Regions from separate parts of the Mus musculus genome. Here region 1 is linked to region 2. The links are chromatin contacts, called in public HiChIP or PLAC-seq maps. All regions are on one chromosome and are shown on one strand. Each heading gives the region's core, a stretch centred on a gene start, on an enhancer-like site or on the middle of the called end of the contact. The rest is flanking DNA. Distances are from core to core; before and after follow the strand shown. Region 1 holds the start of Phactr4 (phosphatase and actin regulator 4). Region 2 overlaps Phactr4 (phosphatase and actin regulator 4).

The links. HiChIP or PLAC-seq counts read pairs in DNA pulled down with a chosen protein or histone mark.
Region 1: an H3K4me3 HiChIP or PLAC-seq map of embryonic stem cells shows a contact between it and region 2, with 47 read pairs. The contact joins the promoter of Phactr4 here to the enhancer-like site in region 2. A contact is called at or near these places in 3 of 15 datasets of contacts at CTCF or cohesin (CD8 T cells, the G1E-ER4 cell line and the NIH/3T3 cell line), 10 of 484 Hi-C or Micro-C datasets (8-cell embryo, bone marrow-derived macrophages, embryonic stem cells and 4 more), 16 of 115 datasets of contacts at active chromatin or transcription factors (CD8 T cells, the HPC-7 cell line, the SCID.adh cell line and 9 more) and 3 of 9 other capture datasets (adipose tissue, liver and pancreatic islet).

Annotation. Positions count from the first base shown.
Region 1 is chr4:132,420,150-132,424,348 of GRCm38.p6, forward strand. It overlaps Phactr4 (phosphatase and actin regulator 4), which reads right to left and starts at 2,297. Exons shown (of 13, transcript NM_001161797.1): 1 at 2,196-2,297.
Region 2 is chr4:132,386,390-132,390,416 of GRCm38.p6, forward strand. It overlaps Phactr4 (phosphatase and actin regulator 4), which reads right to left. Exons shown (of 13, transcript NM_001161797.1): 3 at 503-676. Among named protein-coding and RNA genes, the nearest start is that of Phactr4, 34 kb to the right of the region's middle. Within about 2 kb of position 1,427, at least 16 of the 459 cell types and tissues checked have an H3K27ac peak or open chromatin away from gene starts, as enhancers often do. A contact at or near this core is called in the G1E-ER4 cell line, embryonic stem cells and heart atrium, where this site is marked.

The sequences.
Region 1 (4,199 bases), core at 1,047-3,546, 35 kb after region 2:
GTGGACATATGATTGGTAGCTGCACTAAATCTGAGGAAACAGAAAGCCCTAGGTTTGCTCTTTGGTTCAGCTTTCCTACCTAGGCTAATGGAATGGCTTTGGGCCAGTTACTTAACATTTTAGAGGCAAGGCCGCATCAGCTGTAAAGTGAGAACCAATACCTCACGTAATTGTGGTGAGGATTGTAATAGTTACACAATGTGTATTAATAAGATTTATACAACATATACAACTTTCAAAAATAACATGGACACCACTATCCTGTTTGAGTAAATAAGCCAGAATGTAGTGATCCTGCTAGAAATTCACAGCTTAAGAGGTAGGTGCGGTGGTGCCACCAAAATAATCTTACCACTTGGAAAGGCAAAGGCAGGTGGAAAGCCCAAGCCCAGAGTGACCCAATCTCAAGGAAATAAATAAATGCCTATTCCCAGTGACTGAAGAATAGCTGGGGCTAGAGGCACGTGCTGCACATGGTCAAAACCCTGGATTCTATTCCCAGCACAACAAAAAAACAGAAAAAAAAAAAATTGTGGGCTAGCAAAATGACTCAGATGGTAAAGGCTCTTGCCGTGCGTGCCTGGCCATCTGAGCTCTGTTCCAGGAACCCACATGAAAGTAGGAGAACCAACTCCACAGAGTTCTCTAAAGCCACCGCTGTACTGTCCCCACTTCCCACCCTCCCAGACACATTCAAGAAACTTTCTTTTTTTGAGACAAGGTCTCAATAGATCATGTCTACAATAGGTCTACATAGACCTAGCTGGTCTTGAATTCATGCTCCCCCTCCTGCCATAGCCGCAAGAGTATTGGGGTTACAGGGATGTGCCACTCCAACTAGGATAGACAACTGACAGCCTGTATTAAAGATCTACCACCTTGATACATTAACACAACCTAAGAGTCTCAAAGTCATTTCCATTATGAAATGTCAGAATAATGAAGGCTTTGCCTACATGTCTAGGGTGGAAATTTCGTCTCAAAACACCTTTCCTGACTCAAAGGAGTCCCAACTGTCTTCACTCAAGGAATTTGAAATACTAATCGATTTTTCAAAGGATCTCTACCTTGGCCTTTATAAAAGCTTTACCCCTATGCTAAGTCTCAAGATTCGTTCTTCGACGGAACATACAGTTACCACTATCTAACCAAACTGGATCAAATCCACACAATTCATCGGTGTCCAGTAAATACATATTTTATCGCCTTTTTTTTTTCAACCTTTTTTTTTTTAATGCTTTCTAGAATCTACTGGGTATCTAGGTTTTTCTACAAAGCAGGTGCTTTCAGTGAGCTGAGTTTTTCTTTGTGGAGTTGTTGTTTAAAAAAAGAGAAAGGGATGTATTCTGGAGAGTCGAGGAGCAGCGTGGGAAAATGAAGTGCCGAAGACTGCAGGCAATGAATGATGTCCTGGTAATCACTCTGCTCCAATTTTCAGGTTTCCGAGGCAATGATTCGCTTGAGTTCTTTGCGGCCGCCGCCGCACCCCCCCCCCCCCCCCACACACACACACACTCCACAATCACCCAACCCCTCCATCCCAGCTGCCACACGTATCGCAGCAAATTTCCACTCTTTCTCGGTTTCCGGGATTGAGGCTCCAAGTCTCACTTCTTTTTCTTAGACTCCATCCACTGGAGGAGAAAAGCGCCTTAGCGCCTTGAGTTTTGATCCCTAGCTACCGGAGGCTGACATTTAAGAAAGAAGTTGGACAATAACTTCCAGGTTTCCACTGAAACTATGCCAGACTCCTAAGTCTCTTCTCTGCTCAGCCAGGATGCAGAGGTCTGAGGGAGGTCACTTTTGAAAGATGGACTTTGACCCGATCCAGTTACAGTAACCAGATCCCCAGGGCGCAGTCCCCAGCAGGACGTGCGGGCTCCCCTGGAGACCGCGACTCCGTGCACTGCCACAAAAGGGGGAAAAGCGGCGCAGACAAAAGGGCCCCGCGGAGGCTGGGGGGCGGAGAGCGCGAGTGTGCGCCGGCCGGCCACAGGCGGGGACACCGCCGCGGGACCGTTGTGGGAGGGCCGAGGAGGGAGGAGGCTACCGCCCGCCACGCCCTGGCTGCACTGACCGCCGCGGGCGCCGTTAACCCCCCACCCAGGCTCGGCCCGCGACCCCTAGTCGAGCCGAGCCTGCCGCTGCTGCGCGCGCGCGGGAGGTGCTCACTTTCCCAAGTTTGGGGAACTTACCCAAGTCGCCGCTGCCTCCTCGGGTTCCCCAGCACTTTCTCCCGGAAATCCTACCTGGTCTCTGGCCGCCTGGCTCCAGCCAGAGCCTTCGGCCCCAGGGGAGGGGGGGCGGAGGGAGCGGGCCGGACAGTGAGGAGGGTAGGAAGTGCCGCCGCGGAGCCTCACGGGACTTGTAGTCCACTGCAGTGGCCAGCGGTGTGGCGAGCGGGACAAAATGGCGGGAACTGCCGGCCCTCCGCTGCGAGGCGCCTGACCCCTACTCTGCCGATCTGGGCATGCGCCGCCAGAGTCCGGTGCACTGCATATAAACGGATTTGGGCACCTTGCCCAGTTCTGAGCAAGGGGAAGGTCTCGGGACTTGGGAGGACACGTTCGGGAACAGACTCTCCCGGCGATGCCCAAGAAAGGATGTGTGTGTTGTGCTCTACAAAAGAAGTCCAGTTTGTTTCAAACTATTGATAACCAGTTTTAAGTGCAAAAAACTTACAAACAAGTTACCCGCGGTGTTTTGTGAAAGTACAGAACCCAGCCTATTAAGCGCAGACATTCTACACCCCCCCCCTCCCAACTAAATTTTTTTCCCACTAACGATTACCTAGTAGAAGCCACCATCTGTTTCTAAGTGGCACTCATTCCAACCTCCAGGGCTATATCACCCTCCAGACCCCCTTCTTGCCACTGCTGGAGGATCTTTTTAAATGCCAAACCCATGGGTTACACCCATCTTAGACGGAAAAGTATACATACGATACATACAGAGGGAAACATAGAAAAACTTATACCTTTCAAATACGCAATCTATAACATTAAAAATATCAATACGCCGGGCAGTGGTGGTGCATGCCTTTAATCCCAGCATTTGGGAGGCAGAGACAGGTGGATTTCTGAGTTCGAGGCCAGCCTGGTCTACAAAGTGAGTTCCAGGACAGCCAGGGCTATATAGAGAAACCCTGTCTCAAAAAACCAAAAAAAAAAAAAAAAAAAAAAAGCAATAAATTACAACCCAGTTGTGGTGTCACACACCAGTATTCCTAAATGCTCTGGAGACAAGGGTTGGATTATTGCTGAGTTCAAAATCAGTTTGATCTACAAAGTTCCAGGCCAAGCCAACCAGAATTACATAGTGAGACCCTGTCTCAAAACAAACAAACCCAACAAAAACCAATGCAGGCCAGCCAGCTGCTGTCTGGTAATATAATAATAACAACAGTGACAACGACGATGACAACAACAACAATAATAATAATGGCTGGAGAGATGGCTCAGTGGTTAAGAACTTGCTGTTCTTTAAAGGGGCTGAGTTCTGTTCCCAGCACTATATATCAGGTAGCTCACAACTCTAACTACAGCTCCAAGGGTTGTGAACCTCTGGCTATGTGAGCACTTGCACTCATGTGCACATACTGCATGCAAATACTCACCTACACACAACTGGAATTAATAAAAAATAAATATTTAAAAAGTAACAATGTAGGCTGGTGAGATGGCTCAGCGGTTAAGAGTGCAGACTGCTCTTCCAAAGGTCCTGAGTTCAAATCTCAGCAACTACATGATGGCTCACAACCATCTGTTTAGCTACAATGTACGCATATACAATAAATAAATAAATCTTAAAAAAAAAAAGAACAAAAAGGTAAATTCAAGTCATTTGCAGGTTCCTTTTCAGCTTCAAGGAGCTCTTTCATTAATTCTCAGTGAACTCTGCTTGCCCTTCTAAAATAGATAAAATAAGATGAAAAGACAAGTTCTAGAGCAGGATTAACATAGTTGCAAAGCATATAATCAACAAAAGACCAGTATGGAATATACAACAAAACTATCTCAGTTAAAAGATAACCTGGAGAGATGGCTCAGCAGTTAAGAGCACCGACTGCTCTTCCAGAGGTCCTGAGTTCAATTCTCAGCAAGCACATGGTGACTCACAACCATCTGTAATGGGGATCCAATGCCCTCTTCTGGTGTGTCTGAAGACAGCAACAGTGTACCCACATACATGAAATAAAT
Region 2 (4,027 bases), core at 177-2,676:
CTGCTTAGTCACCTCCTTAGCCCAAATGAGGAACTCTTAAAAATAGAAGCCTTGGGCTGGCGAGATGGCTCAGCGGTTAAGAGCACCGACTGCTCTCCCAAAGGTCCTGCGTTCAAATCCCAGCAACCACATGGTGGCTCACAACCATCCATAATGAGATCTGATGCCCTTTTCTGGTGTGTCTGAAGACAACAACAGTATACTTACATATAACAATAAATAAATATTTAAAAAAAATAGAAGCCTTGTTTAGTTGTTTGTTTGTTTGTTTGTTTGTTTAGAGACAAGATCTCCTGGTGCCCGGGTTGGCCTGAAACTCAATGTCTAACTAAAAAGGACCTTGAACTTCTGATCCTTTTATCTCTGCGCCTCCCCTCTGTGGGGTCAGCTGCAGAGCACAAGCACACCAGGTTCTCTGCAATCGGGGAAGAGCCCAGGGCTTTGCTCAAACTAGGTGGGCACCCCCCTCGCTCCTCAGAACATTTAAATCTTAGTACCTTACCTTCTGATGTCTCTTTGAACTTATCACTGCTTTTTTTTTTCCTCCATTTCCACGGCTTGAAGATCTTGCCTAACGCTGAGAACTTGCTTTTCCTTTTGGTGGGAGGTGTTGTGTCCCCTGCTTCCACACTGTCCATGCCCATGCCTGGGTCTCCAGAGGGCTGCTCTGCTTCTTCTGTTCATGGAGAGGAACGGGAAGGGACAGCCAATTTATTATCCTTATATAGCCTCTAAAAATGTCCCCTCTTCCTGTAGCAGTCGGAAAGAATCAGAGCAATGACAATCACGCAGACAGTCACACTCCGGACATTACATGGACAAAGGCCCAAACTCAAACTTAAATCACTAAAGAAGCCATTTAAGAGGAAAATTTAGGGAGATGCTAGAATCAAGCCGACATCATTAGCATACACAATACAGTATAAGCTCTGTATCACTGAAGCAAGGACTCCCTCCGGAGACTGAGGGGATCGCTGTTAAATATTACCCTCTCAGCAATTCCCACGATTCAAGTAACTCAGGGACAGGCAAGTCATCAAGTGTTCACACCTTGTGTCTGTGTATCACATTTTTCTCCCCACACACAAAGAGCGCTGCATAACTGTGGAAGATTGGGAGACGAGGTGGGGACAGGGCGTTAGAGAAGATGCCCTGACATGGAAGGAGTTGGAAGAGTGGAGGTGAGGTTCTACTGCCTGTCACAGTATTACTTAGGGACATCCTGATAGTAAGGATCTATAACATAGGTGACATGCTACACGTTCACGACTGAGGTCAAAGGTCTCGAGACCCTCATAATGACACATGTGCAGGGCTTAGTTAGCTTTGAAGGTAGAGCAGGAAGGCAGCAATAACAAAAATGCAGGAAGGCAGTACAATGCAGCCTGCGCCCCACCCACTGTCCCAGGGGCCTCAGGAGCCATCTAGGGGTAAGGAAAGGCTCTGTGGCCTACTCCTGGGGTTAAGGTGCTTGCTGCATCACAGAATCGCACTTCCCTTCCCACTAGCAGCAACAATGTTGGAGGCAGGAAAAGTCTGACACTTGTACTGAACACAATGATCTCCTTTTGACACTGTAGCTTTGTGTTACTGTTTTCTTTCAATTACATTTTTTTTTTTTTAAATTTAGCTTCTGTGCATCTGTGTGGGTGTGGAGGCAGGGGAGGAGCACACAGACAGAGCATCCGTGGAGGAGAGAGACGCAGCTCACTCCTCTGCTTCCACTGCATGGGCCCCAGGACTGAACCAGATCATCAAGAGTGGCTTCCAGCACCGTTACCTAGGAGGCATCTTGGGGCTGGTTTAGGTTTTTTGAGACAATGGATTGCTAGGTCTGGTCTTGAATGTGTGATCCTCCCGCCTTAACCTCTTAAGTGCTGGAATTACAGGTGTGTGCCTCCACATATGACTCCTGTAAATCTCCTGTTAGCACATCTACAGGCATTCCAGGAAATAATCAGAAAATGTTATTTGACTGAAGAAAGGAAAACTACACCTAAAGTTTTAATTGGACTGAAAATGTTAAAGAAAAGATCATAAAGAAAAGCAGCCAACATTTTAGCAGCACAGAGAAGCTCCTGCCTGAAAGCCTCTCAACAAAGTATCATCCGTCACTTAGCCTCTTCTGCTGCTTAAAAATCATAGCTAATCACTTCCTTTTCCGTTTTCCTTTATGTGAGGGAGGGTTTCTCTGTATGGCTCTGGGTGTCCTAGAACAGTCTCTGTAGACCAGGCTGGCCTCAAACTCAAATTTACAGAGATCCACTAACTGCGTTCCAAATTAAAATTTAATTTGATGCTTTTAAAACTTCATTATGAGCCGGGCGTGGTGGCGCATGCCTTTAAACCCAGCACTCGGGAGGCAGAGGCAGGCGGATTTCTGAGTTCGAGGCCAGCCTGGTCTACAAAGTGAGTTCCAGGACATCTAGGGCTATACAGAGAAACCCTGTCTCGAAACCCCCCCACTCAAAAAAAAACCAAAAAAACTTCATTATGTTGAACAATATATTTATATGTCATCTTTCTTTCAAGGATTCACAACGACAAGGAGTAGGGATGTACCTCAAGTTTCCAAAGCATGTATGTGGCTCTAGGTTTAAACCCAATTGAAACATGCACACACACTCGCACACACACACCCACACACATTCTCATTTTGCTTTGTATAAAGCAGGTCACTGAACATATCACTAAATACAGAAAGTGAAAAAGAAAGTGTTCTCTGTAAACCAAGCTGGCCTCAAACTCAGGGACCTGCCTGTCTCTGCCTCCCGAGTGCCCAGCAGGAACAGGGTCTCCTTTGCTTCTCTCTTCATAAGTATCTAATTTTGTCAAATGTTTTAGAAGAACAGAACCTTGATATTTTCCAATTCATTCATTCATATTAACATTTAATTATTTATCTATCTTTGTATTTTTATTTTTGCTTGTTTTAAGCAAAATTTAAAACCTGGATCTTAAGTAGCTCAGGATGACGTTGAATTTATTTGTAGCTGAAGATAACCTTGAACCCCAGAACCTCCATGGTCTTGTTCTCAAATGCTGAGATGACAGGTGTGAGCCACCACATCCGGCTTCACTCACATCTCTGCTCCTCCTCCTCTCCACTCCCTAGTCTCAATGACAAACTGCATATTATTTCACTGACTCACATGTCTGTCCAAATATTTAGAATCAGCCCAACTGCCTTTATAATATACAGGATCTGCAGGAAGTGGGGCCATGAATCCTTTTAAAACTCTCAGTCAGGTGTGATGGCATACGCCTATAATCTTAGCACCAGGAGGCAAAAGCAGGAGGATCAAACGTTCCAGGACAGCATAAGATGCATAGTGAGACCCTGTCTCAAAAACACAAGGGCAGGGCTGAGGAGCGCCTATGAGTGTGGCACTGGCATGAGGTTCTGCAAACAGCTAAGCACCACAAAAGAAAAAAACCCTAAATATCCAGGGGTCCCTGTCCACCAAGTTTGCTATCCAATTGAAGGAGAAAACTGACTCCCAATCCCAAACACATCATACACTCACACTGATAATAAATAAAATAATAAGGAGCTAGAGAGATGGCTCAGCAGTTAAAAATACTTCATTGAGGGGCTGGAGAGATGCTGTACTTCCAGAGGCCCTGAGTTCAATTCCCAGCAACCACATGGTGACTCACAACCGTCTGTAATGGGATCCTATGCCCTCTTCTGGTGTGTCTGAAGATATCACAACAATATACTCACATATATACAAATAAGTTAATTAATTAAAAAAATTTTCATTGCTTTTGCAGAGGACCAAGGTTCAAGTCCCAGCACCTACATAGTGTACAACTCTAGTTCCAGAGGCTCAGATGCCCTCTTTTGACCTCGATAGGCATTAGGCATGCACACAGTACATATACAAACATACAGGGAAAATACACATACACACAAAACAAGTCATTTTTAAAATTAAAATAATACACAAAATGTATCATGGCAGGACGCACTGGCTCAGACTTATCATCACAGCAGTATCACTATGGGAAGGATTACAAGTTT